Regions from separate parts of the Mus musculus genome. Here regions 2, 3, 4, 5 and 6 are each linked to region 1. A link is a contact called in public Hi-C, HiCAR-type, HiChIP or PLAC-seq and promoter capture Hi-C data. All regions are on one chromosome and are shown on one strand. The core of a region is the stretch at or near the end of the contact, and the rest is flanking DNA. Distances in the headings are between cores, read along the strand shown. Region 1 holds the start of Nup107 (nucleoporin 107). Region 2 holds the start of Grip1 (glutamate receptor interacting protein 1). Region 3 holds the start of 1700025F24Rik (RIKEN cDNA 1700025F24 gene). Region 4 overlaps Cand1 (cullin associated and neddylation disassociated 1). Region 5 holds the start of Cnot2 (CCR4-NOT transcription complex, subunit 2). Region 6 holds the start of Dyrk2 (dual-specificity tyrosine-(Y)-phosphorylation regulated kinase 2).

Region 1 (5,081 bases), core at 1,281-3,780:
CTTTTCTTGTAAAATTAAGCAGAGACAATTTGACTATGCCAATCAAAAATGGTCCTTGTGGAAAATCTGGTTATCTCTCTTTAATTGTCTGGAGATCAGATAATTTAGCCTTGTAAGGTAGAACGTTCGTGGGTGACTTTTATGTATATATATATATATATATATATATATATATATATATATATATATGGTTATATATATAGTGTATATGAGTACACTGTAGCTGTCTTCAAACACACCAGAAGAGGGCATCGGATTTCATTACCGGTGGTTGTGAGCCACCATGTGGTTGCTGGGAATTGACCTCTCAGGACCTCTGGAAAAACAGTCAGTGCTCTTAACCACTGAGCCGTCTCTCCAGCCCTCATGAGTGATTCTATCTTGGTGAATCTAATTTGCTGTGGCCAAATGCAGGGGGTTCATCCACACCAAAGGATTTTTATTTAGTAATTGAAACAGGAAATATCATATCTCAGGGTTATTTAATAGATGTGATGCACACACAGATATGTGTGCATGCATGTGTGGGTGTATGTGTGCACATATTCGGTGTGATATGTGTATGTGTATGACATGGTGTGCGTGTGTGTGGGGTATGTGGTGTGGCATATGTGTTGTACGTGTGCAGGCATCCATGTGTGCATGTGTGTATTTGTATGTACACTTGTGTGTTTGTGTGTAATTGTAGCATACATGGAGGTAGGGCTGAGTTTTGAGACTAGAAGACAATTTTTTTTGTGGTTGGTTTTCTCCTTCCACATTTACCAGGGGTCCAGGGACAGAAGCTAGATCATCAGGTTTGCAGGGCAAGCTGCTCCCTGGCTGGCCCTTCTAACACTATGGTTGTAATCTGGTTACTTAATAAACAGTGTCTGCTTTCAAAGTGAGGAGCAAAAAAGTAACAACTGAATTCTTCAGGCAGCTGGATGCACTGCCTTTTACTCAGACAGCTCTGGATTAGAAGGGATACTATAGTACTACTTTTTTCTTTTCTTTTGAGACTGGGTATCAAAACAAAGAAACAAACAAAACAACAACAAACTCGTACTGGCCTCTAACTTAGTAGGGCCTGAGCATGGCCCTGATTCCTGTCTGTACCTTACTCTGTGCATGGGACGGGCACAGTAAAGAAACTGCCACCGTGACTGCTCCGTTAGGGATAAGGTTTTTAATGTGGGTAAGAGAGAGAAAAGATCCAGAGGCACCTGGAAGTGCCCAGAGCGGAGAGAAAAAGAAACAGGCTGGACATGGCCAGGGCCGGGGAAGCTAGAGAATGGGAGAGAATAGTTACATCAGCAAGAGATGGGAGTCAGGACAGAACACACCCAGACACCAAATGCTCAGCACAAAGGAAATGTATTACCCAAGACGGACAAGCAGAAGGTGTTGCCTCCGTCTGGATCGGCCAAAGAAGGCAGCAGGTGTCTCTGCAGGAGAAAGGGGGAAGGCTGTGCTAGGATGAGTTGGTAAGTCCTAAGTGGACATGTTAGCCAGCTAGTGAATTTTGATAGTTGGACCTCGGAGTTTTAGTCAGGCATAAGGATGTGGCCAAATAAGGGAAGAGACCTTGGTGGCTAGGTTTAGGAATGTAATCTAACGGTTTAGCAAGGGAGAGGGGAAGGGAGAGGGCCACACCTGCTGGTGATGTGTCTGCAATGTCTGCGCCTGTTGGAGCTCTTCAAGATAGTTTTGTGTGCAAGATGAGAGAGCAGAGACTAGAAATTAGTGCAGAGTCGGGATTGTGGGGACAAGTAGCTAAGAAGACCGAAGGAAAACGCATTACAGGAGTTCCTGAGGAATGCTGGCGTTTATCTAACCGCCAGAAATCAGAAATGGTTCAGCCAGAGCTCATTTCTAGATATTTGGAGGGCCTGAGACCTAACATTTTTGAGGTACTGGAACAGGTAAGTATTCCCACGCCCAAAACTTTTAAAATTTATGATAATAACAGCAACAATAATAATTGCTATTATTACTATCGTCAGGCTTTCTTAGTGCAGGCTTGCTTCAAAATCGTGGTTCTTCCTCCTGCCTCAGCCTCCCATGTGGCTTTCTTATGCTTTGCTTTTTTTATTGGATTTCTTAAAAAACGGCTGATTCCGTAAAAGAGAAATAAATAACGAGAGAAAACAACCTCAAAACCCGTCCAGTGAGGTTACACCACAGTTCAAAGAGGTGAGCGCCCCGAGACAGGCCAGATCCCGTAAAGTGGCGCTGAACCGCAAACAAGAACGCTGAATGCAGACTCTTCAACAGATTCCTAAAGTCCAGGTTATAGACTTCCGGCTTCCCAGAACAACGCCCCACCCAGACCACGCCCACAAGCCAGGCTCAGGCGACATACCCAAGCTCCGCCCCTTTCCCCGCCCCCTTCCTGCCTGGCCGGCACCACCCAGCCACGCAGTCACTCCCTGGCACACTTCCGCGCCTGCGCCCACTGAGCCTGCGGCTGGAGACGAAAGTCGCGCATGCGCCGAGCGGGAACATTGTTTCTCTGGGACTGGCTTAGCCAGGCCGCGCTTCCGGGTCGAAGGGTGTGCTTCCGGAGAGCGGGAAGGCTGAAACGCGGCGGCCAGGCTGCAGTCAAAGAGTTGCAAGGTTCTAGGCGGAGACCGCTGAAGCCATGGACAGGTCAGTCCTGGTAGGGACGCCTCGGCCGAGACTGGGGCTCTCGCCTGTTAGCGACGTAACCGCCTCCGCGGCCAGGGATTTGGCCCTCGGTGGAGGAATGGACGCTTGGCGCGATTGGAGCGGGGATGTGAGAATGCGGATCCCCGGGGTTCCACGCCGCGCCTCCCGGGTCTTCTCGGCGCTCGCTCCGAAGTGTGCGGGGGTCTGTGATGGTCCCGCATTCGAAATGCGAAATGAAGCAGTTCGAGCTCAGGGCCATCAGCCGCACTGACAGTTCAGCCCAGACGTCCTCAGCGTGGTTTTATTGCGGTTATTAAGTCATGTCAGCTGTACGTTATTGGGTAACGGTGGTCAGCTTAGACTTTAAAGTGCCGGCCCTAGGGAGTTGAATTTCTCCCTCCCTCTCAAATGATTTATGCTCGCCTGACACGAAGATGGGTTGTTTAAGGCCCTTGGCATCGGGGAGTAGATTGTGTAGTGAAGACAGTCGAGCAGTGTAATACGATGTATTTATACTGTACTGCGGGGAAAATAAATGAAGGAGATGTTTTATCTCCCTGTCACAGGAGTTTCAGGCAAACCTATAAAAGTAACTTGCTAGCTGGTCTTTTGAGTAATAATAGCACATTATTGATACTGAAAACATTGTGCTAGGGGTTATCTTATGTGTGTTCCTTAAGCTTTAAGTGGCACATTTAGTTTTAGAGCAATCCCGTGAGGATCTTATCTATATAGAACAGTGAGCCTGTAAGAGATTTAAGGAATGGCATAGTTAAATAGAACCCTGTTATGGGGCTGGGGATATAGCTCAGTGGTAGAGTGCTTGCGTAGTAACCCTTAGGTTCTGGGGGGGGAAAGAGAAACATTACCAGCAGGGACCTTTGAATCTCCATAAAGCTGTTTGATGAATAACTTAAGTAGATAGATGAACATCCAGTGACAGGGGAACACATATAGACCTCTGTAAAAGAAACATACTCAGATATAAAGTCATGAAAAATGTTCACGCTTGTGTGGCTGAATGCTCCCAGCAATGCGGATGGACTTGATGGGCAGAACTAAATTAGGATGGTGGTGTAAATACTGTGCTGGTGAGTGTTAGCTTGAGTCTGCAGAGAAGAGGAAGCTGGCTGGAGATTTTAAGTGGAAGAAAGGTGTACTAGAAGGATAATTAAAATCAACCCCCATGGTTTAGTTTATAAGCTGTCAGATGACAGTGCTGGAGGCCCATAGCACTGTGCTAAGACAGGAGACATCCTTAGTCTACATGGAGGGAAATCACTTGAAGGGCCATTTCTCCTCTTCACTAGAATTGCTTCACTTTTTCTTTCATCCCGCCAAGCCATATCGTACTCACAGTCTGAAGTATAGTCCTGGCTGCATAGCAGTGTTTGGTCAGCATGCAGGCCAAAAATATAACAGTGGTCCCATATGATGATATTGCCTAGTGACATGATGACTGGCTTAGCTTGTATAGATATATTCTGTGAAGTTTTCATGAGGATTAAAAAAAAGAAGAATTCTCAGAGCCTGTTCCTTCTTTGTTTGGGTTTGTTTTTGAAGCTGCTTTCACCCTGTCTCAGATTGGCCTGGCACTTCCTATGTAGTACAATTTGGATTAGAGGTGTGAGCCTGGGCTAAAACCAAGCCCTTCAACAAGCAGCTAACTCATCACCGTATTTTAGAGAGTGCAGAGTCCTTCCTTGTAGAGAATTCTGTAGTCAAGCAGCTCTTTGGTCTGATGGAGGAAAAGATTTACCTTTATGAAGCCATACTGTAGTATAAATTTCGGGTTCTAAGATAACTCCGCGGAGAACATACTATTGTGATACTAGGCAGTCAAAGACAGGGCTGGTAGCCGAGCACTGGGTGGGATTTGGGGGAGTAAGCAGGACTCAGAGACAAGAGGTTATTCTTGCCAACAAGATCCAAGACTTGGCTATTGGGGTGAGCCGTCCCTCGACTGACGAAGATCCTTTCTTTGCCCTAACTGTAACGGTAGTCCTTCAAAGATGCCGTCTAAGACCTTGATTATACTGTTCTAGGAGTGGCTTCGGGGGGATGTCATCCCCTGTGATCCGGGATGCGGAGGTGACGAGGACTGCCCGGAAGCACAGTGCTCACAAAAGAGTTCTAAGTATCCTTCGTGTCAGGATTGCAGAGTGCAGGGTGCCGTGAATCAGGGCTGTGGGATTAAACATTAGCTGGGATAGAATTTGGCTTACCTCCATTGGGGTTTACATATATGTTTACATACACGGGACATACATGTTCTCAGTGAATGTCAGTGAGCTAAGATGCCTGTTTCTCTGAAAAGCATGTTGTCTCACTACTGGTATGCCATAGTAGTCAAAACTTATTATCTAGTCTCTATCTGAGAATTTAAATGACAGGTGGCTTTAACAGCTGTACAGAAAAGGTGGTGCCCATAAAACACTTTGTTCTTGAAA
Region 2 (5,081 bases), core at 1,930-4,429, 1.7 Mb before region 1:
ATCTCCCCAGCTCCTCCCATCCATGTCTAAACCAAAATTAGCATTTTAAAGAAATATTGCTGAGATAGAGACTTAAATATATATATATATATATATATATATATATATATATATATATATATATATATATACATATATATATATATGGATCTTGAGGAAGCTAGAACTTCATATTAATTCGAGTTATAATCAACAAAGATACTTTAAAAAATAAAATTCACATAAAAAAAGTTATACTAGTCTCCATAATGTGTTTCAGCATGGTAAATAGAAGCTGGGGTTGGAAGAGGTATAGAAAGGGCACAGCCCACATTAGGATTTAATGCTACAAATTGGCCTTTTGGTTGACTGTATTCTCAAACAATATTAAAAATATAATATGTATTCCATGTTGATTATTTTTTTTGACTGGCCTGATAGCTTATATTTCAAAAGTAATCATGGGGCAGTGGGGCAGTCTATACAATGTTACTTCAAATGCAAAGAAAAAAAAACGTCAAGCACTCAATACATTCTGCAAAGGGCATAATCCGAGCAGTGTCCTCTGACAGACATACCAAAAGTCACGGAAGCATCTCAATACACTCACATACACACGATACAACCACATACGCAAGTTCTACGTTTATGGACGATGTTTAAAGAACAAAATCATTTGCACATTCTCAATAAGGCAGGACCTCAAAAAATACTACTAATATACATATATATATATATATATATATATATATATATATATATGTATGCACACACACTTCTATACACACGTGCTGTTTAGAAAAACATCTCATGAGCAATGAATAAAAACATTGAATAAATAAATAAATAAATAAATAAATAAATAAATAAAAGCAACCAAGGGCCATACATTCCCTGTTCCCTCCTGTTGGAGGAGCTTTGGCTGCCCAATTTGTCTGACTCAGATTTTTGTGCACTGGAGGAATTCCGGTCTTATCTCAACCAAGCAGATTAGGTGATCATCTTTCAAAGTTACTATATTTCTAAAAGACATACAAGTACATTTTATTACAATCCCCCCCCCCAAAAAAAAAATCTACCCACTTCAGCATTCTGATAAAAACCTAGGGGCAACACAGTAGTGATTTTTTTTTTTTAATCATCAAACTGACGCACTTAACATCAGGTGCGTCGCAGCATTTAGCTGATAGGACAGACCTGGGTGCTTGACAGACCCCTTTCTTTCATTGCTTCAACCTGGTAGTGAAATATTGGCACCTGGATCTGCAAATCTTAAGATATGGTTATGCAAAGGCAGGCATTGAAGCATTTCTGTAGCAGGGATACCACTGGGCGCGGGGCGGGGGGGGGGGGGTAAATCCATGGTCACACGCCAGAAGTGTACTGCAAATGAATGCACAACTCTAATAAGGAAGTGGTTTTAAAAGGGACAGATTCCCTGAGTCATTAAAAAGGCTATCAACCAAAGACGCGCTGTGCCACCTAGAGAAAAACTGGAAACTGTACATTGGTTTCTTGGCTGTAAGCATTTTTTTCCAAAACCTGAAACTTTTAGCATGACGAGTAACACCAGCCACCGTCCATACCAGCTCCCCCACGCTGCAGAATCAAATTCTTTTGGGGTGGGGGGGGCAGGGGGGAAATAGCGCTGTCCCTTCTACACACCAGATTGGCTTCCTGCTTCCATCACAGCCTACCCACGAAGCACCATTTAACCTCCAGCACCAACTGTTAGTCATGAAGACCCTGCAGCCTGAAAGCCATTCAATTCTCAAGCAGGTTCCTTGAACAAGCCAAAGCAGGCTGTAGTTGAAGCAGCAGGAGTATATAAACCCTGGTGGACCTTGACAGCCAGGGAATCCCTCTGGATGCTGCGCACCCCACAGCCCCATGGGGCCTTGGTAGGAAATTTTGGTGTACTCCGTACATGATATCCAGGTTACGGCCAACCACTGCACAACCCAAACACCGTAAGATGACAACAGAACCAAGCGTTTAGAGTGCAAAAGGCCTTCAACTTTTCCTCTCCGCGAGTCACTTCAAAACAACGTGCCCAGCACACTTGGCAGGCTGAAGCACAAAGGGGCTGCAGAGCCACCTGGCACGGAGAGCCGTGTCTTCCGAAGAAAACAGACAGTAATTATGAAAAGTCCGCAGTCCTGCGGTATTAACTAGAAAGCCGGGACTGCGCTGGGCATAACTCATCTTTTAGGCAGTCACTACCAGCCAGGGGACAGTCAGTCCTCTCTCCCCTCCCCCCTTCCAGCGACCCAAGGCAGCGCCCCCTACCCGCCCCCCACACTCTTCCCCCTTCTACTCCCCCTTTAAGAATCTCCTGCAACTTTGGGTTTGGCAGCACCATCGTAGCCCAGCCAGAGGCGGGGACATCGTCAAGGCGGCCGCGGCAGGAGGAGGAAAGTTTGAAAAGTCACTTAAAGCATTGCAAGATTCTCCCCCACCCCCAGCACCAGGAGAGCCCACCGCACAGAGAGGAGCCGGGGCTCCACGTGCGCAGCGGGCCCAGGAGAAGCTGGAGTTCCCTCTAGGTCCTCGGTAAGAAAAAACAGAATCTTTCCCCGGGCGAAAAGTTGCTTGCCGCAGCACTGTTCCCTTGCCCCCTCGGCTTTTCCCCCCTCCAGATCCCCAAACCCCCTCTCGGATTTCGCAAGGTGCCACCTGGCCTGGAGCGCGGTCCCCGGAGGGCACGGCGCCCCTCCCTTGCCGGCCGGAGGACAGGTCTCGGGGAGCTGGGGGACAGGGAGGCACCGAGGGCGCCCGGCCCGGCCCCCCAGGCTCGACCGCCAGGCTCACCTCTCTCCTGCTCCTCCGCTTGTAAGCAGATGGGGATGTTCTTCTTCCAGCCCGGCATGGTGTCTGCTCCCTGAGCTTGCTCCGGGGCGTACTCGCTGGCTCGCTCACTCGCTGGTCGCCGGCTCTGGGGCTCGCCGCGCCTCCTGGCTCACGCCCTCCGGCCGGTAGCAACACGCCCGAGGCTGCTCAGCGGGGCTGGGGCGCCGAGGCGACTCCCCGATACATTGAGGCGACGCCGCGCGCCCCGCTGCTCGCCTCCAAGTCTCCCGAGCTCCCCGGGGGTGGCGGTGGCGGTGGCTGTGGCGGTCGGGCCGCGCGGTAACCGGGCAGAGCTGGGGGGGGGGGGGGGTTCTGCAGCCGCGGTGGCGCGGTGTGGCCGCGAGGCCGGGGGACCGGAGCAGGCCGGTGTAGGACCGCCGAGCCCCCGGAGGTGGGCGCCGGCGGGAGCTCAGGGCTGGCGCCGCCTCGCTCCGCTCCTCCTCCTCCACCTCCTCCTCCTCTTCGTCGTCCTCGCCTTCTCCTTCCTCGTCCCTCCGCCGCCAGCAGGTGGGACTCGGAGCCGCCGCGGCCGCACAAAGCTCCTCGGGGCGGGCGGGACCGAGCTGCGGGCTCCCGGGGCGCCTGTCGCCAGAGCCTCTCCCCCCGAGACGCGCGCGAGGCTGGGCGGGCACGGAGGGGCGCGCGCGCTCACACCCTCGGCGCCCGGATCGCCGGCCTGCGAGGCGCGCCCGGCCCGCCAGGTACGGAGCCTGGCACCCCGCCGCCGCTGCGGAGCCCTCGCCCGCCCCTCCCGGGCCTCCCGCCCCGAGCCCGACCGGCCGCTTAGGCGGCTTTGGCGATGACCTCGATGAAGCAGGGGGCAGTGTCCTTCCCTCTAGTCCCTCCTTCTCGCCGCTCACTCCCCTCCCCAGCCCTGCCCGTCGCCCCCTCCCCCAAGTTGAGACTCGCAGCTCCGGATTCGCTAACTTCGCCCTCAACACAGGGGCAGTGGCAACTTTCGGGATGGTCGGCGCTGGTCCCAGGGGTGGGGACGGTGGGAGCCAGGAGCCCCTTTTGTTTTAAAGGATGCAAGCAGACCTCAGCTGAGTGAATATTTAATAGCTGTCTTCAAGTGTAGGAAGGAATTTTATGATCAGGTTTTATGATTAGTTTCTTCCTCTTGTCATAGGCTCACAGAAAGAAAAAAAAAATCAGTGGAAAATGAATAAAGGTGGGGAGGGGGAGGGGGGACAGAAGCCTTTGTACCAGAGCCTGGAAGGTTCTGCCCAGGCATGTGGGCTCTTCCTTGAGACCTCAGTGCTACTAGGAGAGGGACTTTTGGCAGCTGTCTGTCTTGCATGGAGATGCCATTCATTTCTTCAAGCCTGGGCCTCTGGCTGGAAAATAGCCATGCCTTTCCCTCCCATCTGACGGGTTCTGAAGAGTTTGGAGCCCCAGAGGCTGTATCTACTGGAGTGTGGTTTGGGGGTTTCGCCTCTGCGGTTTCTTTTGGCCTCTGAAGGAACTGTGGTTCCTCTCCCTCAATGGGGACATCAGCTCTTGCCAGCCTTCTGCTCTCTCACTGCCAGAGCAATAGCATAATCACACAGCACCTGAAGATAAGGTCTGTCTTCTCCTGCCATCTCATAAACTGTCTGATCAAGCAGGGATGTTGGCACCTGCCGTTGCCCCTTGTGCGAGTGCTTGGTTGTCACTGCAGAGCTGCCCTGCTGCCAAAAACCAGTGGCTGTCTCTCCTAAGGAAAGAAAGGAAAGGATTCAAGAGCAGAGCTACACAGCACCTGGGAGCTGAAGAGCTAAGTAGAAACTGAGTCACAACATCCCAGGGGTTCTTAGAAATCCCATCTGCGCTGGGCAGTGGTGGCTTGGTGGTGCATGCCTTTAATTCCAGCACTTGGGAGGCAGAGGCAAGTATGTCTCAGAGTTCGAAGCCAGCCTGGTCTTCAGAGCGAGTTCCAGGACAGCCAAAACTATACAGAAAAACTCTTTATTGTCCCCGCCTTGGCCCCCCACCCCCACCCCAGTCCCATCTGAGCAGGCTCCTTTCAGACTCTTTGTAAAATCCAGAAAAACAGATGGCATAACTTTGGTCTTGCCCTAAGTTTGTTTCAAGAATGTGCCTTGATTTTCCGGAAAGATTAAAGGGCATCCAGCAATAGCCAGGCTGGCTACAAGTACAGGCATACACTCAGCTTCCAGCAACACAAAAACCGCTGGAGCATTTGATGTAATATCTACGATGCGGATGATTATTCTAACAGGTGTTATTCTGGGGGGCCTGACTAATAAACC
Region 3 (5,081 bases), core at 1,011-3,510, 1.6 Mb before region 1:
TCGGAAGAGCAGTCGGTGCTCTTAACCACTGAGCCATCTCTCCAGCCCCGCTATAGGATTTTTTTTAAAGCCTAAAATGGAGGCAGCCTTGTTTTTCAGAACCAACTCCTAATAGCTGTCCTCTAACTTTCATGCCCACTTCTCAGTCTTAAACACACACACACACACACACACACACACACACACACACACACACCACAAGCAACCAGAATGTTTAAATGTGCATACCCAAACCCTTAGCGTTTTGCTTAGCATATACTAGTCAGTCAGTCAACTAATGGTGACTACTGGTACCTACATTTCTTAGCAACCCCAAATTTGTGGCAGATGGGTGCTACCTGCTGCTACTTTGGTTGATTCAAGGATAAGCAGCAGCAGCTGGTGGCTCTGCGGGCCTCATTAGGCAGAAAAGGGCCTGAATAGGGCTTGATGTAGGCTGAGGAAGTAGCAAATGATGAATCTCCTTCAACCTCAGCTGGCGCTTTGCAGGGGAAGGGTGGCCAGGGGGGCCAACTGTAGCAATCACTTAACTGCCACCAGATCCTTGCGGCTCAGCAGGAAGGATGGATGCTTAAAGCTTTCTTCCTTTTGGTGAAGAGAAAAAGATTATTTTCCTGTGATGGGAAGACGGTTGGTGCTCACTCGCCTAGGGGAAAGGACGCGGAAACCTCACTCCTGCCCTTGCCCCACTTCGCCCTGCCACAGCTTTTCAGCAAGTTTGATCTTGGTCCACTTACTCTTGTTTCCCTCCGCTTCTCAGGCCCCTCCCCATCCCCTTTCATCTCCTCTGTCTCCCTGCCCCTGTTGATCTTCTTTTCCCACACTGTTAAAGGAACATGTTTTGAACTCTGGAACTGTAGAAAGACCTAGCACCCGAGAACGCGATGAATGGAGCAAGAACTCCCTGAACTGCTCACAAGCCGCCTGTTCTCCTTCCTGGGCACCCGGCTCTCACTCCCACCCACCACCCGCCACAGTGGGTGAGTTCCCTTACATTCCAGGGCTGCTTAACTATTAGGAACTATTAGACGAATCACTTACCTTAACAAAGATCAATGGCGATCTTTAAGCTTCCTCAAATGTCACGATTATTTCCAGGTTTTCAGACAAGGCTCAGACCTGTGAAATAGAGATCCAATGACTTGGGTATTTTCAGGATGACACTATTTCTGCATGATGTTTTCCAATAGACGTAATCATGGATCAAGCACAGTTAAGAGATTTGAGCTTCGTATTTTTATGAACATTCCAAATGAAGCAAATTGGAGACATGATTTAGTTAAGGCTTCTAGTGAAGTACATACCAGAGCATATAGGTGCTGGGGTAGGATATATTTTGTGCATGTATGAGTCACCGCCTGAGGTTCTGTCACTAGTGAGACTCCGTGGTGGGTACCAACAGGCTTGCTTAGTGAGTGAAGAGTTAATGTATCCCAAGAGTTGTAAAGTGCACCCAACGTAAGTTCAGGTAGGGAGAGCCGGGTCCAGGATTCCAACTGCTCTGTGTCTGATTCCTAGAACTACAGAGCATCCTGCTTAGTTTTTGTATTGGAGAACACAATCTCCATCCTTTTATGTTTGAGGTCAGATGTTATAAATTACAATGACTCATTGTGAACAAAATAAAACAAACTAGGTGTCCTGGCTAGTTTTATGTCAACTTGACACAAGCTAAAGTCACTTGAGAGGAAAGAAATGCAATTTTAAAAATGCCTCCGTAAGGTTAGGAAAGCAAGCCTTGTAAAGCTAGCAATTGATAGGGAAGGACCACGCCCATTGTGGGCGGTGCCATCCCTGGGCTGGTGGTCCTGGGTCCTGAGCAGGCTAAGCAAGCTGGTAAGCATCACCTCTCCACTGCCTCTGCATCAGCTCCTGCCTCTAGGTTCCTGTCCTGTTTTGAATTCCTGCCCTGACTGCCTTCGATGATGATGATGAAGAAGAACTGTGATACGGAAAAGTAGGCTAAGTAGACCTTTCCTTCCCAAGTTGCTTTTGGTCACGGAGTTTCATCTCAACAATAAAAACTCTAGCCATGACATTGGAATTTTAATAAAGGGAGAAAAACTATGACCCACATCACTGACCTGGAGCACTGTTGTTTACTCCTATCAAATCTATCACATGTACTTCTGAGGTGAGCAGGTGTCTGTCTGTAAGCTTTAAGTGCTGTTAGCAAGACCAGAGGGACCAGAGGCTAGCATTTTACATAACATCCTGTGGGGAGCGGGTGTGGCGGTTGTCCCAAGATGGTGCCCGGGACTGCAGCCTGACTTCCTCATACACCCGGAAATAAGCCATGTCCATCGTGAGAGCTGCGCAGGCGCACCATGACCTAAGATCAGGGCATTTGACGAAGGCCAATGAACTGAGATTACGTGGACTGGGCTGATGGGGCATGGTTGAGGGGTTATGTAAGGGATTGCGATTGGGGGCTAGAGGAGAGTCCTGCTTGCATGTCGGAAGGTTCCTGAATAAACTGATTTGAGAAGAACTCTGTGTTGTCACTCTTTTCTGCTGGTCGGAGACAGAAGCGACAACATCCTGAATGTATTTAAACGCATGAGTTTTGCTCTTTGAGGGCATCTGCAGGTAAAAGTTGGAACGCTTCAGGCCTTGTCTCTGTCAGTCCTGAAGACAATTTAAGAAGAGCAAGAGATACAACTGAGAGTTTGACATTAGAGAGTTTATCAAACATGCATTTGTTTAAAACAATTCTTTTTATGTTGTCTTGTTTTTTTGAGACAAAGTTTCACTGTCTAGCCCTGGCTGTCCTGGTACTCACTCTGTAGACCAGGCTGGCCTCGAACTCTTAGAGATCCACCTGCCTCTGCCTCCAAGTGCTTGGTTTAAAGGCGTGACCCACCACCACTCAGCTAAAATAACTCTTGTAATCCAAAAAAAAATTGCATATTCCTCATCAAAACGTTTAATTGAAATCTTCTTGACATACAGGTTAAGTCACATTAGAGAGAAGACATAAGAATGTGTTTAAATCACTTTGCTATAATAGGATTTTGTAGATAAAAGCCTAATTTAAAATAAATGGGCCACTGGCTAGGTTTAGACATTTTCATCATATGAATTTCTCCTCTGAATGTATTTGTAGTAATGGGTTTTTGGGTGACTGTCAAACAGTCAGTTGTCTTAGACATCGCACCTCTCTTTGTGTAGGTCTGATAACTGATGAGCACCGTATAGAAGTTTTAATAATGACAAAGACAGAGTTTGGCACAGGTGTGAGGCTTTCTTCTGTATCAACCCCTCAAATAACTTCTGTTCAGGGGATTCGAATGCAGAAAGTTTCAGTATTCATTCAACAACTGTGTGTGAAACACTTAGGTAGGTGAAACATGGCTCTCATGTTTAAGACCCATCTCTGGATAGAGTAGGCAAAAATGGACAACTGTTGGGGTTTGGTCTTTTTCTATCTATTGCAATGCTAAGTGCAGGTCCCCAAGACCTGGTTGTCCCAGAGGCAAGAGAGTCCACAGTAAAATGCTAACTGACCCTGACCCCATTCTGATTGGTAAATAAAGATGCCAACAGCCAATACCTGGGCAGAAGAAACATAGGTGGGGTTCAGGTTTCACTGCCTTGGGGTCAGAAGGTGATCATGAGGAAAAAAAGAAGGTGCAGTAGGGGGAAGAAGAAAAAGCCTCTATGGGTTAGAAGTCAATAGAACATGGCCCAGAGGGCTGGGTCACTGGAATTAAGGGCAGTCCAGATGAAATTTAGCAAGTAATAACTCGGGGTTATCAATAGGAAAGTAGATTCTAACAGCAAAGAGGGTAGGCAGCTGCTCAGATTTTGTTCTGTTTGTATTGTAAATATAAAGAGAGTGTGTGTGTTTTATCTGGGAACTAAATGGTCTAAGGCAGGGTAGAAACCCCAGGTTGGGATGAAATATTTCTACAACAGACCACAAATAACAAACATACTAAATAGATGTGTTTGAATAAAAGGAACCGTAAGTGAGTACTACCTGACAACCTGAGTATTCCATGAGAGAAAGGCAAAGGAGAGTCAGGTCAAAATCAGGCAATGTTAACAGGTGACACTACCACTTAAATCCCAGGATCACAACAAACCTGGCCATGAAGGTAACAACAAAGTCTCAGATCTTTGCAACAAGGTTCTGATTTGATAACAGAATAGCAACAAGCAGAATAAACTGTGCATTCACGATGCTCACCGGTGGGATACCCAGGGTGTATAGAGCCCAGCCAGGCTGAGAAGAGCTCTGGAAAACAAGCCTCTGCTAGACTTCCTCCTGTCCTCCCCCTTACTGCTGTATTGCAAAGCAAGAAGTATACAGGGAAAGGAGACCAGGCATCACAGCGGTTCTTTGTTTTGTTTTGCTGTTGCTAGGAATGAAGGCACTTAGCGTGAAGTGGTATGGCAATGGCAGCTTGGACGCTGGGGTAGCAAATTCTCAGAGACCGAGTTAGATGGTTTTAGCCCCTGCAAAAAGCTTGTCCGGAGGGGAAGGATTTATTTTGGCGAGAGGTCTCACGGGAACTCTAGTTATTTGGTTCCACGTACTTCATTATCATGGTGAAGAAGACGAATGTCAGAAGCTGTTTCACAGCATGGTGGACCTGAAGCACAGAGAATAGACAGGAAGGAGCAAGGATACGGAGCTGTAGGGGATGTTCCTGGAGGCTTGCTTCTTCCAGGTAGGTCCGATCTCCAAAAGTTTCTAGCACCCTCAAACATAGCTCTGCCAGCTAGCAACCTAGGTTTCAAAACGTGAACCCATTGAGGGAGCATTTCGTATTTAAGTCACAACAGGATCGGTGCTCTAAAGCCAGCTTGAGGAAAAAAAAAAAAAAGGTGGAGGTTCACAATTAGCCTTAAAAATTCCTCCGGAAGGAGCTGCAGATCTTCGAGTCTTGTCTCTGAAGATTCATTCCGACAAGTTCGCATTTGAAACAGATCTGGTGTTCTTCAGATGAGCAGTAGATAAAATAGTTGCTCTCATTGAAGGGGAGACTTTAAATAAGACAGAGAAACTGAGATACACTTAGGACATGACAGATTCCTGTCTCTGGCCTAACATCTGGCAGCTCGGTCATCGAGAG
Region 4 (5,081 bases), core at 1,927-4,426, 1.4 Mb before region 1:
ACTTTCTATCTAACCTAAACACACATAGTCATAAATTTTGCTTTAAACACATCTTTACAGTGGGGTTTTTTTTTTTTTATTTTGAAGAATTTATTATTTATATGAGTATACTGTAGCTGTCTTTAGACACACCAGAAGTCATCAGATTCCATTCCATTCCATTATGCCTAATCACTGACTAAGGTGTCCCAATTTTACCCAGGCCCCTAGGGTCCTCTTTTCAATAAGTGCCTCCTCCTGCCCCCTTTCTTCTGGGCATGCATTCGTGGCCAATCAGTGAGTAAGAATTCCCTTCCTCATGTCTCCTCCCATGTTATTTCCCATCTCCTAATTCCTCCTTCTGCTTGTTAGCTCTAATCCTCACCTGGACTTTATTCACATGTGAATCCAAGCTCTCTCCCCTGCTGTAATGATCTTGACACTTACCACAACTGACTGCTGAGTTTGAATAAAGGCTTCCTCACTGTTTAAACAAATATCAGTAATTTCATCTTTAACAGCATATACCTTTAAAATTCATGCAAAGAAAATTGGTGTTACTAAAGAGAAGTGCCAAACCATCACCCCGCTTGGAAATCTTAGACCCCCTCAGGCAGTAGGTGACTCAGACCAGAGCACCAGAGACGATACAGATGTAAACAATATCAGCGGCAATATGGATCTCCATTTAGCCGGTAACACCACGTGTATACACTTTGGCACGCTTCCTCAGCATACTGAAAGGAAGTTTTTAAAAATATAAAGTAGTATTTACTGTTCTTAAGGAGATACGGTTTGTTAGTGTTTATTGCTGACATGAAATGGATTTATTTTCTATGTGTGATGTGTGTGTGCATGTGTACACACGCATGCATAGAGCAAGCATTTTCTTAGCTGAGCCATCTCTCTGGCCTCCATTAGAAGCGTTGTCCTTTTGTAAACAGGGACACATTTCTGCCCTTCATTGCCCTCCATCGCTGCCCTTCCCATCCTCATACCAGGCCCTGTTCCCACCAAGGCTCAGGGCCTTTGCTGGCCTTTCGTTTGCTTGGGTTGCTTGCCGAGTATGGTTGAGCTATTGAAGTGGTCTTCTTTCCTAATTATCTCTGGAAGGCCTGCTACCAGAGAAAACTGACTTATAATGTGTTAAGTCTGCCCTGGTGAAAGGTAATATTGAATGTGTAAGTTTTAGGAAATTGTAAAATAGTGCCTTTATATTCCATACTTAGATGAGTTTTTACCTCCCCGGCTTAATCTTCAGTTATACCGTTTGTACCTTCTTCATCATGAATCTTGAATAACAGTGGTTTCTTGAGGACTATTCATATCCCAACGATGCCTGCTGTGTGTTAGAGTGTTGGGCAGGACTTGTATCCTTGAGGAGGGGTTTGGATAGCAGGAGTGATATAGAAACATCAACAGAATAAAACAGAGTTGTGCAACATGCTTTCTGAGCACATAATAGGTCTAGAAGTTTTCACTATGCTTTTAAATTCTAGATGGGAAATTAAAAGCAACTAGAACAGGAAAGGTCAGAGTTGGCAGTGCAACAGTGAATGGACCTTTCCTTATAGGAGAATGCTTTTGGGAGCAGACCTTGATGATTAGAGCTGAGGTGTGTGTGTGTGTGTGTGTGTCTGTGAAGGGTTGGTGAGCAGGCTAGAAATTGTCTTAAGTTACTCTGCTAGAAATCAGTAGGGAACCATTGGAAACTAACCACAAGGAGCTGCGCCAGTCACTTACCCTTCATGCTTCTTTATGTGTCATTATGACAGACAGGGAGCCACAGTGACAGTTGTTACTAGATGAGATTGATAGCTGTACTTTTTGCTTTGTGGTTATCCAGACGTTAAGAGTGTTCCCTTGTCTGTCTGTCTGTCTGTCTGTCTGTCTCACAGCCTTGGCCCTTTGGTGAGTAAAGTGAAAGAGTACCAAGTGGAGACGATCGTGGACACCCTCTGCACCAACATGCTTTCTGACAAGGAGCAGCTGCGAGACATTTCCAGCATCGGCCTGAAAACAGTAATTGGAGAACTTCCGCCAGCTTCCAGTGGTGAGCAAGAGTGGATTCTCTTGTTTCCTTTCCACGTGGAGATACGTCCTCTCCACTTATTAAGTGTACTGTGTGTCGGTTCTGAAGGAATTCGCAGGGTGTTCGCTGTGTAGCCTCTGCAGTGAGGGAAAGGATAAGCAAATACCAATTTCTGATGAGTTTGTAATTCTAGGTTTGATTTGGTTTATAAAAGCTTATTGTATAAAATTCTAAAAGTTAAGGCCTAGCTCTGAAACTGTTCAGTTTACTAGTAGCTTTAATTCAGTTTCAGTCCTTTCCAGTTACTCGATAATTTAATAATTAATGAATTATCAAATTTGATATATAGAAGTTTGAGATATATATATATATATATTCTATAAATTTGATAATTCATTAACTATTTTGACTTCGGGCCTCTGCCAGAATCACCTAGGCCGTGTGAATGTGCGATTGGACTTAACACCTGCATTTAATTTAGAAGTCTGAAAATTACTGTCCTAACTGTGAATGAGGGAAATGGTCCTATCCCTACTGTGGGAGGATTTTAAATTGGTAACATCACGTGAGTGTTGTCTCACTCATTAATAAATACTAATGATTGTCGATCATTATGATCAGTTCTGTTCTCCGTTGCTTCTTTTAGTCTAAAAATCATACAGTTGAAATGTGCAGAGATTAAGTCACCACCCAGAGCTTTGACTTCCTGTTTGGTTAAAGTTTGAAGCAGTTTGGAGGGTGCTCTGAATGTGACTCGGTGATAAAGCACGCCCACCGCGGATGAGACCCTGGGTCCCATCCCTAGCACCACAAGAGGAAAAACAGTTCTCTCCATCTCATACTGGTGTGCTGTTTGTGCCAGAGCATACCAGTGTTGCTTGACTCTGTTGAAGCATCCAGGCAGGCTGAGTAACGACGGGTAGTGCTCTCCCTTCCTGTTGTTGCACACGGTCTTCATTTTTTCCCTCATGCAAGATGCATTTAGTTGGTTTCTACAAGATAGTTAAATAGTTTTTTTAACTATTGAGATTCTAACTTTCTCAGTGAGTTACCTCTTCCCCCTTTCCTGGCTTTTGTAAAACATGACCTACTTTAAAGTGAGGGGTGCAGCCTGCGCGCACACAACAGCTTACCCTTTGGTCACGTGACTGACTGAAGCGTAAACCTATTTTTTTCCTTCTTTTAAAGCAACTGCGTAAGTATTGGAGTGCAAACTCAACAGAGCTTCAGGCTGTGCTAGAGAGAACTCAAGAACAGAACAGTTGTGATGCTTTCAGTGTAGACATTTGTTTGCCAAACACTGCAGGCTTCCTAGCCAGTGGCCACTCAGGACTTCCTGGCAAGACTTGAATAGTGCTATTTGTCACATTTCCTGGACCCCTTCACAGCTATTAATTTCTGATTCGTGGTCAGGTTTAATGAGGTTTTCAACTCTTTTTCTTAGCAAGGATCTCTTAAATGCCTTTGAATTTTAGCCTGTTGAATATTTGGCAACTAATGTGTATATGAATTTTAACACACTTGAAATTTTTATTTACTCTTGCAGGCTCTGCATTAGCTGCTAATGTATGTAAAAAGATTACTGGACGCCTTACCAGTGCAATAGCAAAGCAGGAAGATGTTTCTGTTCAGCTCGAAGCCTTGGATATCATGGCTGACATGTTGAGCAGGTAAGTGTACATGGTGTTTTTGTAGTGGGTGTATTACAAATATTATGGTCATTATTGACATTTTTCTTTGGTCTAGATATCCGTGGTTGGAGGTAAAGAAAATGTAAGATGCATCACAGATTTTTTTTTCTTTTTTAAGATTTATTTAATATATATGAGTACACCATTGCTCTCTTCAGACACACCAGAAGAGGGAATCAGATCCCATTACAGATGGTTGTGAGCCATCATGTGGTTGCTGGGCATTGAACTCAGGACCTCTGGAAGAGCTGAGCCATCTCTCCAGCCCATCACAGACATTTTTTGATTCTGAAAAATGTTGTGATTTATCTTTTTTTCTTTTAGCAGTTTGTTTATTATTGTTCCATCCATTCACCTGCTTAAGTGAAGAGGTGCCTTACTGGAAGTCACAAGTCTGCAGCTAAGCACATGCCACCCTTTAGAAGTCAGGTTTATGCTGTGTGTTTGGGGTAGGAGGGCTGGATTCTGTTCATTTGTTGCTCTTCTGCTTTCTATGGCAGCAAGCTGAGGAATAGATTTGAGCTACTCCTGAGAAAATAAACCTTTTAGGGCTCTTCGCTTTCAGTGTATCCTTGTTTCTAATAATGATGAGTCCTTGTGGGTAGTATTTAAAGTTAATTTAAGTTGAAAAATAGCTAAGCACTTTGATATAGAAAAATGTGTGTATATTAAATATCTGCAGTGAGGGGCTCTCAGTACCCTGTCATATAGTATAGAGTACTTAGTAGATTTCTGCTCTAGGAGATAATAATGGAAAGGCCAGAATCAAGACTAAGTGAAGCTGGCCGTGGTGAACCAGTAAAACTGGGTATGAGATGGACAGAAAGAACCAGAGAGAAGAAGGGAGAAGGGATGCTAGGCTTTTGGACGTGTAGGCATTCGGAAACAAGACTCTAGACAAAACACATTGAAGTCTTGGAAGGAGGAAAGTGACAAGATCATTGTGTGTTTGGTTTTATTTGGTGTTTTGCCAGCCATTTGGTTAGCTGGCCTGTAGTAGTAATCTGGGCCTCACTCCTAGGGGTTATTTGGGGAAACACACCTCAGATCTATCCATTTAGCTTAGGATTTTGCAGGGGATAGTGAGAATTTGGCTTTTCTCTTTCATTGTGAGTTCTGATTTCTCTCCCCAGTTTGTTTAGAGTCTAGACATACTGCTAGTGCTCTGGCATGTTACACTTACTTGTTTTTGTTTGTTTCTTTTCCTTTAAGGCAAGGAGGACTGCTTGTTAATTTCCACCCTTCAATTCTGACCTGTCTGCTTCCCCAGCTGACCAGCCCTAGACTTGCAGTGAGGAAAAGAACAATTATTGCTCTTGGCCACCTAGTTATGAGCTGCGGAAATATAGTTTTTGTAGACCTTATTGAACATCTGTTGT
Region 5 (5,081 bases), core at 1,264-3,763, 1.2 Mb after region 1:
AAACCACATAAATATACTCATCAGTATGAACTATTTTCAAGCAAAAGTAACAAAATTATTAGACCTGTTCACTATCAAAAATATTTTTAAGACAAATTGGATAACTATGATCATTATTAACAACTGTTATGAAGCTGTTTTATTGGAGACAGATCTTATAGAATATGTTGTTCAGGTTAGCCTCAAATTTTGATTGACTCTCATGCCTAAGTCTCCACAGTAATAGGTTACAACAAATGTCACTATGTCTGGCTTTGAAGATGAAGTCATTTTGTTTTTACAAGGTATTAATATATATGTATGTGTGTGTGTATATATATATATATATATATATATGTATATATATATATATATATATACATATATATATATATTCCTGTGTCATCTGCAACTAGCTATGCAGACCAGGCTGATCTGGAACTCAGAGATTGGCCTGTCTCTGCTTTCCATGTGCTAGATATAAAGATCTGTGAAATTATGCCCTGAAAAGAAGTTTTCGGTGCGACAGGATGATTTAAGATTTTTATTGAGTGCATACATCTTTTATTGAGTGCATACATCGTCACGTTGAGCCATCAATACAGCCTTTAGCAAATGCTAGGACGTTCATGGAGTTTTTCCTAGCATCCCTGTTCCACACATTAATTAAGAAAATGGTCTTATCTCACCTGGTAAAGTCCAAGCATAGCAATACTCTCAGACCTTCCCCAGTGACAGCAATGTTTAAATTTTGACAAAAATGTGTTTTTAAGTTAATATACGTAAGAAGAGTAATGAATTAGAATATTTAATGTTACTTAATGTGATAATGCTACTACATACACATTAAGGGCTCCCAATAACGAGCAGCCAGATTAAGGTGCTCTGCATTGCATGCATTCACGCACATGAGCTGCACACGCCTAGAGTAGCCAGTCTTTGAACACACTACCTTATGGCAGTAGATGCTAACTTGAGAGGAAGAGAAAGCAGACGAGACAGGAAGGCACGGTTGGGGGAGGGGCCATGTAGGACTGTGTTGTTCCTTCTTGAATTTCCCTAAAGTGAAAAACCAACAAAACACAAAACGGTGAAAAGGAGTATTTAATGAAATGAACAACCTAGCAAAATAAACCTTTTTTTTCTACTGGCTACACCAGTTCCTGTCCGCATTTAAACAAATTTGCATATCTGCTGATACTGCATATCTGCTATGTCAAATTACTTTCAAAACCATGACAAAGGTACTTTTAATTTCACCGTAGGCTATTGTATCCTATTTCTTGCCTTTAGCTTTCTATGATAAAAATATATATCGCTTCCGTTTATCACAGAATCTATATCTAACTATATAGACTGGCGGGCTGGAAGGAGGTAATTTATTAAACTACAGCAGAAACTTTATTTACTTCAAATGAGTAGTAATCCGCATTAGTAAGCTCTACCACTCAAACATGAACAGCGATACGTTATGAAACTCGCAACTTCAAAGCACAAAGAGGCTTTTTAGCAAGTTAAGTAACCGTAAAACACGAAGTTTGTGGATGTTCAAAGGTGTAAACTAAGAGTATTACAGCAATAAAAAGTAATTTCACTTTCAGGGACAGTCCGGCTTTGGAGAGCAAAACACTTTAGTTCCCAACCACAGCCACCGTATTTTCAAAAGGTCTAGTGGATGAGCCAGCTGGTCACTAAGGTTTACCAAGGGCGCGCCGGGCGGGAACTAAATAAAGTGCCACAAACACCGTTCGGTTAGATTAAGTACTCCCGGCAGTGCTTTAAAAACACGCTTCCCCCTTACTTCCTCTCACCAGGTTTAGACCGGGGGGGGGGGGGGCAGGTAAAAAAAAGGGGAGCATGAAAAGGAAGAGGGGGCGGCGATCAAACGCCTAGGTTCCAGCGGAGGGGAACTCACTGCTCGGGAGGTGCGGGCGGCGTGCGGCGGGTGTCTGGGGGAGCGCACCCAGGTAGCGCAGGCAGCGGGGCGGTGGGAGGACCGAAGCACCGCAGGCACCGCACCGCACCGCGCCGCGCAGCAGGCTGGGGACAGCCCGGGGACAGCCCGCAGGAGGTGCTCGGGGGCGGGGTGTCCGAGGAAAACACAAACACAAACACGCTGCGCGTCCCCCGGTGGGCGGACCCACGCCACCCTCGGCTTCTCCCCGCCCCCGAGGCCGCGCTCGCCCGCTCGCTCGGACCCCAGGCCGCAGCTCCAGGCGTGGCCGCAGCAGCTCCCGGCGTGGCGGCGGTCTGGCTTCGGGAGCCCGGAGAGGCCGCCCAGGCCCCACTCTCCTCGGTCACCGCCACAAGACAGCGCCGCACCTTCCGCGGGAGGCGGCGGAAGCCCGGGAAGGCTCCAGGCGAGCGTTGTGCTTCTCACGGTCGACTGGCGTACGGGCGGCGTTCCGTCCATTCGGCGAGCCTCGCTCGCTCGCCGGCTTCTGCTGCTGCAGCCGCCGTCGCCGCCGCCTTCGAGCGGAGTCGGAGCGACGGGGGTCACGGCGGGGGTCAGAGGGTAAAGGTCTTGCTCCCAGCAGCCTCCGCGGTGGATACGTCGCCATCTTGGATCCGCGGGACAAGAAAATTCATGCGGTGAGTTTTTGGCCAATTTTCGGAAGTCTGGCGGCGGGGCACGCGGCGGGGGAGGCGGATTGGGGGCCCCCTCAAGGCGGGGGAATGCCTCGGGGCTGGTCCGGTCGCGCCCGGGGTCCGCGGGTAGCGTCCCGGCCCGCCGCTTCCCGTTGCTTTTGTCTCGGCTCCAATCGAGAGAGGGAAGAGCGGAGCGGGCGGGCGGGCGGGCGGGGAGGGGGTGGCGGCGCTGGAGGAGGGAGGGGGTGTGTGGCGGGGTGGACGGGACGTAAAGCGTCGCCGTGCTCGGGCCGCCACCGCCGCCACCACCGCAGCTACCGCAGCCGCAGCCGCTCCGGAGCTTAGGCCCGGGCCCCCGCTGCCCGCCGCGGGGCTTCCCCGGCTCCCGCCGGCGCGGAGCAGCCGCTGCCGCCGTGCTGCTTCCTGGGCTAGGAGAGAAGGCAGCGGCGGCGGTGGCGGCGGCAGCAGCATCCAGGAGCCCCGGCCACTGGACACGGCTCCTGCCTGCCACGTTCCCAGCAGCTGCTGGTCCTTGAAGCTTTACGTTTCTGGCCATACACGCGCATCCTCCGCCACTTGTGTGGTTTTCTTTTCTTTCTTTCTTTTTTTTTTTTTATTTGTTTGTTTGTGTAAGATGGGGACATCGCACTGGCTAACGGGCCTCGGGAGCCTCCAGGCCCTGAGCTATACCGAAGGGGCCTTTCTTGCAAGGTGGAAAGGCGAGAGAGAAACTCAGATGCTGCTTCTGCCCCCGTGCCTGGAGTGGGAAGCCTCTCTAGTGGTGTAGCCTCTTGAGTTCCGATGGTCCTGGGGCGGCGGAGGAGGAACCCGAGCCACTCTTGTGAAGTTGCAAGCCCTGGTTTCTACTTCCGCCGGGCCCCCTCTACCTTTTGCCGTTTTGTTTTAGGTCTTCACTTCAAAGTTTCATAGAAGAAATAAGTTGGGTTAAAAGAAACCCGGTAGTTCTTAATTGAGGTACTGTTTGCTTAGGAGAAAAGCTTATAATTCTTGTTATCTGTAGGCCCTTCGGGAAATCTAATTGTAATTTTATTTTTGTAAAATTATTTCTAAGGTTTTGTTATTTGCATTTACGTTAGATCCAATCAGTACGCTTTTACCTCCAAAAGAAAATAAAAATAAATAAATCTTACACATAGGTACTTTCTTGGAAATCCTAGGGGGACATCTCCACTTTTCAACATCTGGGAAGACAAGTGTTAAGAGTGTTTTGCTTCATTTTCATTAAATCCTTAGTCAAAGATTTCTCTTTAATCATCTGGACAGTTCCTAATAAAATACAGCAATATGATCCTTAGATTATTGGCAAATGGTAGAACGTTAACCAGATCTGTTCACAAGGGACACACTTAATGTTCAAAACTGAATACATTTTCTATTACTCTCTATAGTGAGAAGTTTTAGGGAGATGGAATCGTGTTCCTATAGATTTCCCTTTCCAAATAAGTGGGTGGTAACTTTCACAACAGTTTTATGTTTGGGAATGCTTTGTATATTCAACAACAGTTCCTTCTCAGAAGTCACCTTTGTAGTTTTGTAAGGTAATTTTATTCCAAGTTGGAAGTGTTTAAAAATCCAGTACACTGAAATGGTTGTCTACATTCAAATATTTGTCTGTGTTCAGGTTTTGTGTCTTTAATATGTTTTCTAAATGGTCCCTTGTGCTCTGCCTATCCAGTCTGTTGTCATCTTAAAGCTAAAGGAAAAGTTCAAAATGCACAGACAACTTCTTCCACTTTTCACTTTTGCTGACTTTGCAAGATCCTTAATTTTAAAGTGAAACCTTTTCATTTTTAAAAAAGTGCCTGTTTTTGTTTTTAACTCTAGACCAGAAATAAAGACTGTATTTGACTTTTATTTTTTTATTTTTTGCATTCCTATTAATGCTTTATTGACACACATAAGGTAGTGCATGTGTTGGCAGAGCACTTTGGTTCTCAGATGCAGTCTAGAGATACCTGTAACCTTACCAGATGCTCCAGGCTGAGAGTGGCCTGCACATTAACGTATCAGTAAATACAGCCTTTCTAAAGTGCTTACAAATAAATGGTGTATGGTGGAAAATGAAGCAGATTGATGTCTGTGAGTGGTTTATAGCCTAGCCATCTGAGAACTATTTGATTTGAAAATGAAATCAAACTCCAAATAATAGGCTCCCTAAAATAATAATTACCTTTAATTTCCCTATATAAAGGTAGGTGCTTTTTGGTTTTTCAGAGATGCCTTAGGTTTATTTAAAACTTCAAAAATAAATATTTTATACTGCTGGCAAGTTAGAAATACTAGTAATCGTGTTCTGCTTGTTTCTTTTCTCCTCTTTCTTTCTTTCTTTCTCTCTCTCTCTCTCTCTCTCTCTCTCTCTCTCTCTCTCTCTCTCTTTCTTTCTTTCTTTCTTTCTTTCTTTCGTTTTGTTTTTTCCAGACAGGGTTTCTCTGTTTAGCCCTGGCTGTCTTGGAACTCACTCTGTAGACCAGGCTGGCCTGGAACTCAGAAAT
Region 6 (5,081 bases), core at 736-3,235, 1.1 Mb before region 1:
CGAGGATCTCAGATACATTGTAGCCATGTAGCTGCTCCTTAGTATCCCCTTTCTGTTGGTTAATTCTGAATGCTACTCCAGCCTTCCCGAGTGAGTTTGCAGGCGATAAGCGCAGGGAGGGATTTCTTGCTAGGGGCAATTTAGGTCATGGCATGAGCCGATTATTAATATTGTACCGTGGCCCTATTTTCTTGTAAAAGGACCCCCAAACGGAAGGAAATTAGTCTGTCTCTGTCTCTCTGTGTGTCTCTGCCTGTCTGCTTGCCTCTCTCCTCTCTGTCTGTCTCTGTCTCTCATTCTCTTCGAGGGTGGAGTGTGCCCTCCTCTTATTACTCTGTAGGCGCCCTAGAGGGTCACACTGTAATGTGGGCCGGTCCCTTTGGCATTTGGATAAAGCTGAGGTGATCTTTGTAGGAGGTTGCTATGACAATTTGCAAACAGCAGAGCCCACAGAACAGCAGGAGGTAGCTCCCTCTGGACTGAAGTCTGCTCTAGCTGGGGCCAGCACTCTCGGGGACCTGGGGACAGACACAATGAACAGGACAGTAAAAAATGGACCCGGGACTCCAGGAGCACTTCAGAAATTAGGCACCTCCCAGGAAGGAAGTGCATGCCTGGATGCGGTCCAACTTTCTTCCCTATCTGCTGGGATTTTTTGAAGCTTTCCCTCCACACCTGGCTGTCCAAGTGGACAAAGGTGCACAAGTGTGCCACGCGCGACAAAGCATAAGGTGTGCGACGACAGAGAAGAAAATTTTTGTTCTTTCTGGGAAACAGAGGCTATAGACCACAAATGAAAAGGGCGGGGAAATTCTCCACGTGTCTGGGAAGGGAAAGGGAAAAGGAATCTTTTCCTCCGAGGATGTGAGGAATCAGAGGTGTCGCACCAGTGCAGCAGAGAGCTGAAAGGAAGGTGTGTCTGTCTCAGTGGCCGCGCCGCGCCGGGGAAAGGCTTGGAGTTGTAAGGAAATGGGAGGTGTCTCTGATGTTTATTTTTGCCTAGCAACCCACAGCCAACTGCTACCTCAGCTGCGGTCCACAGGCGCCTGTCTGCCTCCCCTTGTCCTAGCGACTGGAGGGCAGCGGTCACTCGGTGTCAGTGAATCAGGGAGGGCGTGCGTGGCTGAAATGAAGGTGGAAGGGCAGCCCCTTCCTTCGTCCATGCTTGGGTCACCAGGCTCAGCCGCAGTCCCTCCTCGGAGCCTGACTTTCCGAGGTGACCCTCATACAACTAAGTTCTCTCCATGATAAACTGGGGAGAGGGGCTGGCTGGGCCACTGGGACAGGGACAGGGACTAGGGTCGGGGCCAGGGGTGGGGGGCCGCAGTATTGTCTGGGAGCAGCCATTAGGAGCGGTGTTTAGGGGCGTGATGGAAGAGGGAGTGGTCTCTGCAGCAATTTCGGGAGGAGGCCGGCCGCGGTAGGTTGCGCGGTAGTGCCGGGAGGGGCGTCGCAGGGGCGAGGGGGACCCGGGTAGAGGGCAGATGGCCGTAGGGGAGGCACAGGGCGAGCCGGAGTCGCAGTTTTCCTGGGAGCGGAGGGCGGCTCTGCGGAAGATCGGAGGGGGTGGGACTCCCGGGGTGGCGGGTGGGGGTGGGGTGGCCGCCAGCCTGTGTGGCTGGGGCCGGGGGTGGGGGGTGGGGGGAGTCCGGGGCGGGGCCTCGGCGGGGGCGGGGCTGGCCTTCTCGGGCGCGAGCCGCGGGGGCGAGCGTGTGTGCGAGTGTGCGCGGACGCGCGCGGGCCCGGGAGGAGGCTCCCGAGCGAGTGGGTCCCGGCGGCCGCAACCCGCTCCCCGCGGCCCCGATGTGAGGGAGTCGGGGAGGCCAGCGGTGCGGCAGGGGAGGGCGAGGCATGTGCACGGGCCGGGGGGTACAGCAGCCGCCCGAGGACGAGGGGGACGGCGGCGGCGAGGAGGAGAGCGGGGGGCTCGCGGCGGCGGGTCCGGGCCGAGGGGATGCAGCGGACTGCGTGTGTCTGGCTGTAGCGGGAGCGAGGCGGCGACGAGGCGCGGGTGACCCGCGTGAGGGGCGACCAGGAGGCGGCGGCGGCGGCGGCGAGGAGTAGCGGCGGGACCGGCGGCGAGGGCAGCACTGCCATGCACGTTCCTCTCCCGCGGCCATGTTAACCAGGAAACCTTCGGCCGCCGCTCCCGCCGCCTACCCGACCGGTAAGGGCCCCGGGACCCTGTCGGCGGCGTGGGGCGCGGGCTGCGCGCGTTGGTGCCCCGGGATCCCCGAACCCGGCGGGTCGAGCGAGGGCCATCCGGAGCGCGACCCCGCCGCTGCGCCTTCTCGGTGGCCCGCCCTCCCCTCCCCCGGCCCGGCGACGTGGGCTCCGGAGCTCCGGCCCAGCACTGCTCCCCGCCGGGTCGCGAACTTAACTTTGCAGCTGGCGGGTGCGCGCTGGGGAGTCGCGTCCCGACCCCCCTTGTTTCCCGCACGCCGCCGGCTTTTCCCGGGCCGGGTGTCTCCTTCCATCTTCTCCCTAGAAGAGGGGGTTCGCTGCCCACCGGGGCGGGGGCGGGGGGTCTGGGTGGCTCTCTTCCCCCACCCTGACCCTCTTTTGTCTCCTCCCGCGCGTGGCTCCCAGGCCGAGGAGGGGACACCGCCGTTCGCCAGCTTCAGGCTTCCCCGGGGATCGGCGCGGGGGCTCCCCGAAGCGGAGTGGGGACCGGCCCGCCCTCCCCCATCGCCCTGCCGCCTCTCCGGGCCAGCAACGCTACCACTACAGCCCACACGGTGAGACCTGGCTTCGGGTGGGCGCCAGGCAGACCCCTGGCTTGTTGGGTTCCGACTGTGGGAAGAGAGGGCCGAATCTCCACGCCCCTAGCAGGGGCCTGTCCTCGACGCCGCCCTCTGCAACTTGGGCGAGCCCCGAGCTGCTGCCACAAAGGAGATTCGTGGCGTGGGCCCCTTGCTTCCCTCTGGTGCTCGCCCACCCCAGGCTCCTTTTCCTGGGAACTTCCTCCTTGCGCCCCCTCCCCCTTTTTTCATCTCTGCTTCTCAGAGCTCCCTTCCCCCCCGACCCGGTAAACATCTACTCCCAACCCCAGGGGTAGTGGATATTTATAGAAACGTATGTGTTAGGGGACAGCTAGCCTACCCTGCCCGGAAAATCGATCCCCCAAAGAGCCTCCGAGGCCTGGCTCCAGCCAGCAGGGAGCACCCGCCAATTGTCCCCCGCGTGTGTAAGCATGTTTTATGAGAGCTACAGGTTTGAGCACAGCAGAAATTGTAATTAACATTAACAAAAATAAGAGCTACAGCAGTAGTCAAAACAAAACAACCCCCCCCCCCCCGCAGGATTCTCAACGTGGATATTGCTCAAAAGGAAAGACTGGGCTTTGCTTTGTAGGTGGCAAAGGAAGGGCACCTGACAAGGGCTGTCCCTTGAGTCCCTGGGGAGGAGAGCGGAGCCTGGGACTGGTAGCTGTAGAGACTGGCAAGCTGGATGTGACTTCAGAATGTACCTTTCCTCGGCTCCCAGCGATGGCCTTTGGATGGTGACCTGGAGCCTAGAGGAGGTGTGCGCTTGCAGAAGGTGGTGGTTTCAAAGGTCTCTTTCCCAAAGGCTCTCTGGGAGCGTGAGCAACCTAGGATGGTTTCTATGTGAGGTTGCTTGCAGGGCATAGGATTTTGTTACCAAGTGAAAGTTGGTTGAGAGCACCCACCCATGGTTTGTGGCCTGCAGGGAGCATCTCTGGGGGAGGGGGGTGGGGAATCATGTGTGACTGAAACTTGCTTATCACAGGAGATGAGAAGAAGGTGGACTTTAGTTGTTTGTAATGGAGACATATAAGAGAGGTAGATAATCTCATAGACATGTTTTGTTATTCTCTCTGTTTTTCTTGTGGGTCTATCCTAGGGGCTGGACATACACAGAATTAACTCATCTGGGTTGTACTGTTGCTGGGAAAGAGAGCCTGCAGTTAGTAGGGATGTGATTGCCACAAGGGCATCCTACAAAGGAACAGCCATTGGTTTTAGAGGTTTGGATTTTTTGTGGTTTTGGCTGGTTTTGAATCATCTGACAGTTTGGAAAATACAGCGTCCATCCCCCTCCCCCCAGCTCCCCCTCCCCCATGTGTTGGTGTGCTCATGTTACATGGTGTGAACTGGAAAAGAAATAATTCAGTTTGCCTCTGGTTTCCCAGTTTTTGTAAGGATGGCCTTAGCCTGATCAGAACTTCTTTGCGGTTGAAATATGTCATGGAACCGGGTGAAGGAGAAGTTGTCACTAGCAGAATAGCCTGTGTGGCATCAGAGAGGAAAGGCCATGAAGGCGATTTCGGGATAGACGCCTGTGCTTTGTGACCTGTGTGTGACATGGCTGTTTGTAGTTGAAGGGTGAACTTCGGCTACTCTGCATCCTTGGATGCTCCGTTTTGAAAGTGAAGCTTTGTATTTCAAATGTTACTTTCGACTTGGTTTGTGTAACATTGCAGGTTTCCCAGATCAGGCATTAAGGAGCACAGAGTTGATCTGGCTCCTCTGTGTGTTTACCTGAGGAGGCAGACTCCACAGGTTAACTGAGCTGTCAGGAGTCCAGAGGCAACTCTGATGTGTATTGCCGAGTCACACACCCTCCCGAGTCTTCGTTTAATGTACTATTTGGGACTACTAGTTCTGGGAACCAGTATTAGCTTAATTATAAATACTAGAACCTTTACAGATCCAGAGTCCCAATATTCCACATTTTCAAAAGTGTTTATGTGTTTGTTTCTGGAGCAGTTACCCCTGGGAGGAACTGTGGAGGAATGGCAGAGGGAGAAAGAAAGGGCAGGAAGAAAAATGAGCAGAGCAGGGGGGCCCTTTCTCCCTTAAACACATGACAGGATTATGAACTTTGGAATTTCCCATGGTAGTTTGCTTTCTTTTTTTTGTATGACGTTTATTGTATACTAGAGCAATTTAGTTTGGGTCAGCTTGTCCTAAAAGTAAAACCAATAAATATCTCAATTCTCATTGGCTTTAAAAAATAATAATAATATATGGGCGATGATAAAATTTTTGAAAACTTTTAATTTCTATAGATTCCAAGATATTGGTATATATCCTTATAACTTTTAATGCTTAAATTAT

What was found. Promoter capture Hi-C pulls out the DNA fragments that hold promoters and counts their contacts. Hi-C and Micro-C count contacts between places; a contact is called where the count stands out from the background. HiCAR-type assays count read pairs that join an accessible place to other places. HiChIP or PLAC-seq counts read pairs in DNA pulled down with a chosen protein or histone mark.
Region 2: a HiCAR-type map of astrocytes shows a contact between it and region 1, with 2.9 times the contacts expected there. The contact joins the promoter of Grip1 here to the promoter of Nup107 in region 1. A contact is called at or near these places in 1 of 39 promoter capture datasets (hippocampal neurons) and 1 of 115 datasets of contacts at active chromatin or transcription factors (astrocytes).
Region 3: a promoter capture Hi-C map of pre-B cells shows a contact between it and region 1, with 6 times the contacts expected there. The contact joins the promoter of 1700025F24Rik here to the promoter of Nup107 in region 1. A contact is called at or near these places in 3 of 39 promoter capture datasets (the C10 cell line, hippocampal neurons and pre-B cells).
Region 4: a contact with region 1 is called in an H3K4me3 HiChIP or PLAC-seq map of forebrain, with 8 times the contacts expected there. The contact joins the enhancer-like site here to the promoter of Nup107 in region 1. A contact is called at or near these places in 8 of 39 promoter capture datasets (the 3T3-L1 cell line, the C10 cell line, cranial neural crest and 5 more), 5 of 115 datasets of contacts at active chromatin or transcription factors (embryonic stem cells, forebrain and large pre-B cells) and 1 of 9 other capture datasets (embryonic stem cells).
Region 5: a promoter capture Hi-C map of erythroid cells shows a contact between it and region 1, with 4 times the contacts expected there. The contact joins the promoter of Cnot2 here to the promoter of Nup107 in region 1. A contact is called at or near these places in 3 of 39 promoter capture datasets (erythroid cells, liver and pre-B cells).
Region 6: a contact with region 1 is called in a Hi-C map of B cells, with 6 read pairs. The contact joins the promoter of Dyrk2 here to the promoter of Nup107 in region 1. A contact is called at or near these places in 1 of 39 promoter capture datasets (pre-B cells), 1 of 484 Hi-C or Micro-C datasets (B cells), 3 of 115 datasets of contacts at active chromatin or transcription factors (astrocytes, embryonic forebrain and extraembryonic endoderm stem cells) and 1 of 9 other capture datasets (liver).

What each region holds. Positions count from the first base shown.
Region 1 is chr10:117,790,154-117,795,234 of GRCm38.p6, reverse strand. It overlaps Nup107 (nucleoporin 107), which reads left to right and starts at 2,530. Exons shown (of 28, transcript NM_134010.2): 1 at 2,530-2,631; 2 at 4,677-4,768. The coding sequence starts at 2,624.
Region 2 is chr10:119,452,132-119,457,212 of GRCm38.p6, reverse strand. It overlaps Grip1 (glutamate receptor interacting protein 1), which reads right to left and starts at 3,179. Exons shown (of 23, transcript NM_001277292.1): 1 at 2,791-3,179. The coding sequence starts at 2,848.
Region 3 is chr10:119,410,623-119,415,703 of GRCm38.p6, reverse strand. 1700025F24Rik (RIKEN cDNA 1700025F24 gene) reads right to left here and starts at 2,260. Exons shown (of 4, transcript NR_040578.1): 1 at 2,085-2,260; 2 at 1,042-1,119; 3 at 339-585. It overlaps Gm40778 (a long non-coding RNA gene), which reads left to right and starts at 3,883. Exons shown (of 3, transcript XR_872101.2): 1 at 3,883-4,676.
Region 4 is chr10:119,216,541-119,221,621 of GRCm38.p6, reverse strand. It overlaps Cand1 (cullin associated and neddylation disassociated 1), which reads left to right. Exons shown (of 15, transcript NM_027994.1): 3 at 1,878-2,032; 4 at 3,558-3,681; 5 at 4,915-5,081. Among named protein-coding and RNA genes, the nearest start is that of Cand1, 21 kb to the left of the region's middle. Within about 2 kb of position 3,176, at least 43 of the 459 cell types and tissues checked have an H3K27ac peak or open chromatin away from gene starts, as enhancers often do. A contact at or near this core is called in forebrain, where this site is marked.
Region 5 is chr10:116,578,943-116,584,023 of GRCm38.p6, reverse strand. Cnot2 (CCR4-NOT transcription complex, subunit 2) reads left to right here and starts at 2,513. Exons shown (of 16, transcript NM_001037846.3): 1 at 2,513-2,571.
Region 6 is chr10:118,865,807-118,870,887 of GRCm38.p6, reverse strand. Dyrk2 (dual-specificity tyrosine-(Y)-phosphorylation regulated kinase 2) reads left to right here and starts at 1,985. Exons shown (of 3, transcript NM_001014390.2): 1 at 1,985-2,167; 2 at 2,590-2,738. The coding sequence starts at 2,119.